2 separate regions of the Bicyclus anynana genome follow, and region 1 is linked to region 2. A link is a contact called in public Hi-C data. All regions are on one chromosome and are shown on one strand. Each heading gives the region's core, a stretch centred on a gene start, on an enhancer-like site or on the middle of the called end of the contact. The rest is flanking DNA. Distances are from core to core; before and after follow the strand shown. Region 1 overlaps LOC112046535 (cGMP-dependent protein kinase, isozyme 2 forms cD4/T1/T3A/T3B). Region 2 holds the start of LOC112046535 (cGMP-dependent protein kinase, isozyme 2 forms cD4/T1/T3A/T3B).

Region 1 (4,105 bases), core at 1,110-3,609, 37 kb after region 2:
TGAAAACAAACCTTTTTAAGGTCCTACCTTTTGCAATGCAGTCATCATCATCATCATTATCAACCCATGTTCGGCTCACTGCTGAGCTCGAGTCTTCTCTCAGAATGACAGTGCTTAGGCTAATAGTCCACCACGCTGGCCCAATGCGGATTAGCAGAAAATTTTCTGGTATGCAGGTTTCCTCACGATATTTTCTTTCACAGTTTGAGACACATGATATTTAATTTCTTAAAATACACACACAGATTAATCAATAAAAGGCAGATGGAGCGCACGGAACACGATGGTGTCGTAGCCGCTCCAAATACAAAATTCAAAAACTAATACATTCTCGAGTCAGTACGACACGAAGCGTCGCATCAGTAACTTTCAATATTATACACGAAAATGGCGTCATATGTTTTTAAATATTTTAAAATTTTTTCTCAAAAACTAAAGAAATAAGATGGAGTATTTTTATTGGTATTTATTGATTATTATATTAATTTACGTAATATTGTTGTTAGTGTTAAATTTTGAAATACAAATTTTGGAAAAGTTTGTATATGCGGATGTCAAGGAGACGTTTGTTTTTTTATGGGTTTCAGCGGCATCATGTTGCTGCTTGTAAAGACTCACTCTGTATGATATTTACTCTGTGAATGCACACAACTGAAAAGTGGGGGTGCATGCCCCGGACCGGATTCGAACCCACACCTTCCGGAATCGGAGCCAGAGGTCATATCCACTGGGCTATCGACAAACCTTCAGTATTTTTAAAATGACAAAAGCTCTCATTTTGTGTCCAATATAAGTCAGATTGTCAAACGTTAACTATGGTCCTCATAAGAAAGCTCAGAGTCACACAGCGGGCGATTGAACGAGCTATGTTAGGAGTATCTCTGCGTGATCGAATCAGAAATGAGGAGATCCGCAGAAGAACCAAAGTCACCGACATAGCTCAACGAGTTGCGAAGCTGAAGAGGCGTTGGACGTTGGGGGTCCCAAAGTGCTGGAATGGCGACCCCGCACTAGAAAGCGCAGTGTTGGTCGACCCCCCACCAGGTGGACTGACGACATCAAGCGAGTCGTAGGGATTCGCTGGATGCGGGTGGCTCAGTATCGTGATGTTTGGAAGTCCCTACAAAAGGCCTATGTCCTGCAGTGGACGTCCATCGGTTGATATGATGATGTGAAACGTTTTGCATAATACTATCATAAAATTCGTTTAAATATAAAGTGTTGCTAGATAAATTAGATATGATCTCGTTTTAGTCACAAGCCATTTTTACGGCAAAACCGCGCTTACGCTACTAGTTTGATTACAATCTTATCTGATTAAAGATATGGAACGTTTATGCTTAGAGTTATGTTGACTTTTAATGTACCAGTTTCCGAATTTGTAACACGTAATTAATCGGCTATTCTGCACCGATTAATCTATACTAATGATCAACAATAATTTATACTATTTACTAGTAGACGCCCGGTTTCACCTGCGTGGTTCCCGTTTCCGTAGGAATACCGGGATAAAATATAGCCTATAGCCTTCCTAGATAAATGGCTATCTAAAACTGAAAGATTTTTTCAAATCAGACCAGTAGTTCCTGAGATTAGCGCGTTCAAACAAACTCTTCAGCTTTATAATATTTACTATTCAGGTAAATCGGCTAAATGAAATTACGCCCTCCGTAGCGCAATGGTGGAGGTCCTGGGTTCGATCCCCGTTGAGGTTTTCTTGGTTGGTCCAGATCTAGCTGGAGGCTTCGATCGTGGCTAATTACACCCTACCGGCAAAGACGTACACCAAGCAATTCAGCGTTCCGATACGATATCTCGTAGCAACTGAAATGGGTGTGGATTTCCGTCCTACTCCTAACAAGTAAGGTCCATTCTACTTCTAACAAGTTAGCCCGCTTCCATCTTAGATTGCATCATCACTTACCATCAGATGAGATTGTAGTCAATGCCTAACTTATAGAGAATAAAAAATATATACCTATTTGTAGTATGTTAATGAAACAAAGAGATAAAATTTGTGGTATTGTCCCTACAATAATCGGGGTAATCAATGGATCTACTAAAATGATTTTAAAAATTATTTTACCAGTAGAAAGCCACATTATTTGTGAATGTTATAGGCTATATTTTATCCCAGTATTCCTACGGAAACGGAAACTATGCGGGTAAAACCGCGGGGCGTCGGTTACCATACTACTATACTTATATTAAGAGTGAACCAGTTCCCACACAGGTAAATTCATAAATTGGTATCCATTCCGATTTTGTACAAAATGCGATAGGTACGAAGTTTGTACATTAAGTTCAAAAGGGGCGTTGAAAAGTCGAACGCTCGAGTGTTTCGGAACAAGATTCGGCCGAACCGGTTACACAGGAGACGTTGCTCCTACACTGATAAGGTGCGAGGTAAAGGCACGGCCACACTGACGCGTTCAATATTGCGTTTTAACTTTCATTTTGTTTTCTACCTGTTGACGTTAACACTATACTAAAGCCTTTCTTGATGAGCACTGTTTACCAATAGGGATGATGACTGTTTTTTAAATTGTATATAAATTAGGAGTATGCTAATAGTAAAGCAATTTTGTAAAAGTAACAGGGTATCTGCGATCATTACTTTCGGAGCTACAGGGATTTAAAGGGTCAGATTTGCGCTGCCGCGGATCCCAGAAAAACGCCCCATACAAAATGGTACGAACTAATGACGTTGTAGATGCATAATGATCGTTAGATTTGTATGGGCGTTCGAACAAAATTGCCAATATCTTTGTTATTTGTGCGTTCATGTTTATAGTTCATTTATTGAAAAATGTCACATTTAATGTAAGGAAGCTAATATGAATTTTCATCTAATCACGATAAAAGATTTTTAATAGAATTTGAAATTTTATAATCTTATTTATTTTGCAAATATCCAGACAATCTTTGCTTTTTATGTATAAATTAGTTAACAATGACCTTATTTACCCGAATATATCATAAAAATCAATATATTTAAACCTACTCATCATCCCCATTAACAAATTAAAAATTTCTAGTCATTTCACACCTAATATAATTAACTTGTTCTTAAATGAATGAAAAATAAATTAATTAATAAGTTTAGAACAATTAGATATGGTTAATATATTTTATATATAACATTTTATAAACAAAACATGCATATTTTAAAATAAGTAAGTTATGAAATGACATGCGTTTTCTACCTTCATTTCTAATTTCTTTGATAGTAAACATTACTCATCACGAACGCTCGACGTATAGTATCAGTATTGACTAACTTCTTAGTATCAGTATTTATAGATGCAAAAATGCATTATCTACGCATTACTAATGTTAGAGAAGAAAACTATTTAATGACAATACTAGTAAATGTGTTGTGCCAATAAAATGGACCTGACTCAGCTTATATTATTGTGAGTACATCAGTGCCCACAAATCTGGTATTCTGTCAGACCCTTATGAGGGAAGGACAGTAAAAACTATATTAGTAAATAATTTTATCACTAATAAAATACAGTTAATAAGTGTAATTTTAGAAAAAAGAAAAAGCAAGTTGAATAAAAAAGATACCTAGTCACAAAAGAATAATTAAGAAAATCGATAAATATGGGATTGCCACACAGTTTGCTTTTTGAGAATCTAACGAAAACGACCGATATATTTTTTAGAAGTTACAGCACTTAGAATAAAAGGTCTAAAACGCAAAATTGGACGCATCAGTGTGTTCGTAGCCTAACACCACTCCATACGCGATGCGCGATGGCTCGTGTCTCGATATGAACATTATACCTACCGGCCTTCCTTATGCCTCGGTAATTAGCAACTTTCAAATTTATTCAACCAGCTATGAAAATAATATGGAGACCGTGCTAAGTGCAAGACTGGGAACAAATTAAATTAAATTAAGTCAAATATTTTTAAGACATTAAATATCACGTGTCTCAAACCGTGAACAAAAAACATCGTGAGGAAACCTGCATATCAGAGAATTATCTTAATTCTTTGCGTGTGTGAAGTCTGCCAATGCGCGTTGGGCCAGCGTGGTGGACTATTGGCCTAACCCCTCTCGTTAGAGAGGAGACGCGAGCTCAGCAGTGAACCG
Region 2 (3,788 bases), core at 205-2,704:
AAATTGGCCCAATGAAGAAAATATTAAATCATTGATGCTTGAATGCTTACAAAAATATTGTAAGCATTGGACCAGCGCATCGTGACGGAATTAAAATCCAATTCCCTTTGAAGAATGGCAAGGCAATGTACCTAGTGAGTGGGCTGTTCAATATGACTTAAGAATCCCTGAGTGTCTGCCTCAACGTTATTTTACACTAGAACCTTGTTATATCTACTGTGCTAGAGCTAAGGCACAAGCGCATTAAAACTGAGGAGGACAAATATGCACAATAGTATTAATTTAATTTAGTCGCATAGTAGTTTACTTTGCGACTAAATTAATTTATTATTTTTACTTATATTAATTACTACTACGAACGTTATTTAAACAAATAATACCTAAATATTGTGTATTATGTGGAGTTGTGTGTTCAGGAAATAAAAACTAAATATACCTACTTACATAAATATATAACGTAAGTAAGCACAAAATTGTGCACGTGTGCGCTGTGATTTTGTAGACACGTAACCTATCTATAGTTTAAAATTTCTGTGGTCTTCGTGGTGTATGTGTTGTTCAGTGTTACCAACTCTCCAAAATATTTATCCCTAAAGTTTGTGTCAAAAACCCCTAAAATCGCCTTAATTATTGAGTTGTCCCCCTAGAAAATATAAATTCATAATAATTTGAAAATAAAAATAAATTTAGAAATAATATGCAGTAATATTTTAGAATTTAAACTATCGTGAGTGTTATTCATATTAATTGATTATGAAACTAGTCGGGCATACTCCGACGTAATATCACGTGAGTTTTAGCCGTGTTTCATAATCAATTAATATGCAGTAATATCTTTCAAAAGTCTATATTTAATACAGACAAAATATTACGTCTTTATCTGAAGATTCAGATTTTTTGAAATCATACACTGAATAAATTTAACAACTTTTTTATTCGATGAAAATTGCCGCCAGTGGCCTCAGAGTGGTTGTAGAATAACGTATTATATGTCATTATAAATCGCTAGGTCAAGAAAGAAATATTATAATTATCATCAATTTAAAAATATTAAAGAGTCAATAAATCCCTGAAAATACCCCTAAAAATTTCAGACCCCTAAAAAAATCCCATTTCACTTATTTGTCCCCTAAATCTGGGGGAAAACCCCTAAGTTGGGAACCCTGGTGTTGTTCATCACCAGTGGTGATGCAAACGTAGGTAGGTAGGTAGGTATATGAGGATTACACAAAAATCACGTAACCCGCATGCTCTGGCAAGCGATAACCTACCTACGTATATATTTTACTTATCTTACAGACATGATTCAAAATCGTTTTCACCCACATCTAAAACTATGGGGCGTGCTGCGCATTCATTCATATTCACAACGCGGCGTTTTTATTTATACCATATACCGCTTATCGGCGCATCAAGCCCGCTTACAGTCTCTGTTTCTGTTTAGTTTAGTTGCTATACGGGCGGCGAGGGAGCCGCGCGTATCCACCGTTCTATACCCGGCGCCGCCTCCAGTGACCTTGACGCGTACAACGTCCATTGGCCGGGATGCCAAGACGCAAAGTGCTCTTTTCCACTCCCTAAACTATGACAATAACCCGACAGAACATTCAAAACAGGGATTCAATGTGCCGTAAACTCTGCCACAGGTGGTATTCACTACACCTGTCAAAATGATGTGACAATGACAATTGACAACCGCGCAACATAACCTCAATTCGAAATCATAATCAGTGGTTTTTACAATGATTTGGGTAACGTGGAAGTTTCGCCGTGTGCTCGGTAAGATATGTTTTATATTTCCTTTAAATATTTATTGTGTTTGGTATTCAGTTATAGGTTATGTCATTTAGATAATACATACGTGCATTGTTTCCCGCCGGCGAAGTCGTCCACTCACAAACACACTGCATTCATTTCATTTACATTACGACAGACCTAAGTCATCTCTGTGCGGAATCTAAAAATAACTCCGACTGTAATGGCTGTTAGGTTAATCAGTAGTTTGCTAAGTTAAATCCTTGTTAATATCTACTTAGTACTTACGGTTGGAGATTGTTTTATTTACTTGCTAATTCAATGCTTTATAAATGAAAGACTGCCTAGTTATTATCTAAGTTAATAGGTTCCGTAATACATAATCTTGCGTTAAGTAATATGTACCTATCTGCGTCTACGTACCTAAATGTTACGCTCAAATCTTACTGGTAGTAAAATTCAACTTCAAACTGCTGCAAACAGGTTCATGAGTAAGAGTTCTGGATGGGTTAGTAATTTGTTGGGTTCCTTCAAAAATTATCCTTTTTACAGCCCGGTGTAAATAAGAAGGGTGTTAGGAATAACTGTCGAGGGTTTTTCAACATTTTTAATTCTTTTTCTTGTTAACTATTAATATTGTTTTCTCGTTTGCTAGCATTATACCTACTGCAAGTTTTACTGATGTAAAGAGATTGTAGTTTTATAACAGGCTATCTCTAAGGCTTTATACTCCGTACCGGAACCGTTTGGCGTGACGTCTGTGACAGCAGGGATATAACTAGCCTCGGACGAAACCTACAATCAATAAAAAATTATAAATACCTGGGAGCAAAGTCCAGGTCCTCTTGGACATAAATAAGGTCTCTACTGCGCCTAAGAGGTCTTCCCATGACCTAAGGATCTTCAAGGATAAAGCGAATAAGTATTTCTTGGCAAGCGCTTCCTAACTTAGACCTTGTCACAGTTTTCCATCAAGCGTGATTGTCATGAAGATGTAGCCAATATTATTTTAAAATCATTATGTTGTTCTTAGTCATCATTCGCTTATTTTAAAGTCCCACTTATTAAGAGGTTAAATCTACTATGCATCTCCAATTTGTTTTAGGCTAAACATTAAGATTTCAAGGGTTTCATCACCTTCTTTTAAATATTGGATAGAAGCAGGCGTTACTTTGCGGAAGTTCATCATGATTATATAATGATTTATTTATTTTGCTATCATCCGCGAAAAGTCGACGAACCCATGCGACAACGTCACCCAGGTCCGACAAAATACTCTCTACGTACGTTTCTTTGCAATTGCACGTTGTAGAGTCAACATCTCCTGAGGATGCTCCGGTTTCGGGGTGAAACGTACGTAGAGAGTATTTTGTCGGACCTGGGTGACGTTGTCGCATGGGTTCGTCGACTTTTCGCGGATGATAGCAAAATAAATAAATCATTATATAATCATCACCTTCTGTTACTTAAGTGTAGGATAGCTTATTCACAAATTTTGTCTTTGACAAAATTTTTGTTTATACTATCTGAACTGCAATTTTTGTCTACACTTTTCAGAATGTGGTGAAACAGGCCAAAGGGTTAGTGATAAAGACAGGGACAGACAGGTCGTAGACCTTCTCAATTTTAAGCAGCTTCAAAAGTCAAAACCATTTTATTTCATTTAAAATTAAAATGGTTTGTTTGTTCTAAACAATAATGTAAAGTCATGATGATGGTTACTAAAAATTATCATCTCGAGGTTTAAAAATTTCTAACTCTTGTCTCAAACCAATTAAACCCACAATGAACTCAGCTAGTATTCTTCAATTTATTTTAAAAGAAAGAGAATATCAGTCACTAAGCTAAATCCAAGGATTCAGAACCTCTTGATCTATAGCTCTAGACCTTCTAGCCTAGTAGTTTAAAAAACTGATCCAATGGAATACCTGCATCTGATTAAACTTTGTATCTCTGTCTATAGTTTCTTATTAGAAAAGTATTAAGTTTTTATAAGTGGCCGATATCTATCTCATCTCCGCAACTAGTTTTAC

Evidence for each region. Hi-C and Micro-C count contacts between places; a contact is called where the count stands out from the background.
Region 1: a Hi-C map of whole larva shows a contact between it and region 2, with 7 times the contacts expected there. The contact joins the enhancer-like site here to the promoter of LOC112046535 in region 2. A contact is called at or near these places in 2 of 2 Hi-C or Micro-C datasets (whole body and whole larva).

What each region holds. Positions count from the first base shown.
Region 1 is chr19:10,474,447-10,478,551 of ilBicAnyn1.1, forward strand. The region is part of intron 1 of LOC112046535 (cGMP-dependent protein kinase, isozyme 2 forms cD4/T1/T3A/T3B); the gene reads left to right. Among protein-coding and RNA genes, the nearest start is that of LOC112046535, 37 kb to the left of the region's middle. Within about 2 kb of position 2,360, at least 8 of the 8 cell types and tissues checked have open chromatin away from gene starts, as enhancers often do.
Region 2 is chr19:10,438,190-10,441,977 of ilBicAnyn1.1, forward strand. LOC112046535 (cGMP-dependent protein kinase, isozyme 2 forms cD4/T1/T3A/T3B) reads left to right here and starts at 1,455. Exons shown (of 12, transcript XM_024083203.2): 1 at 1,455-1,779.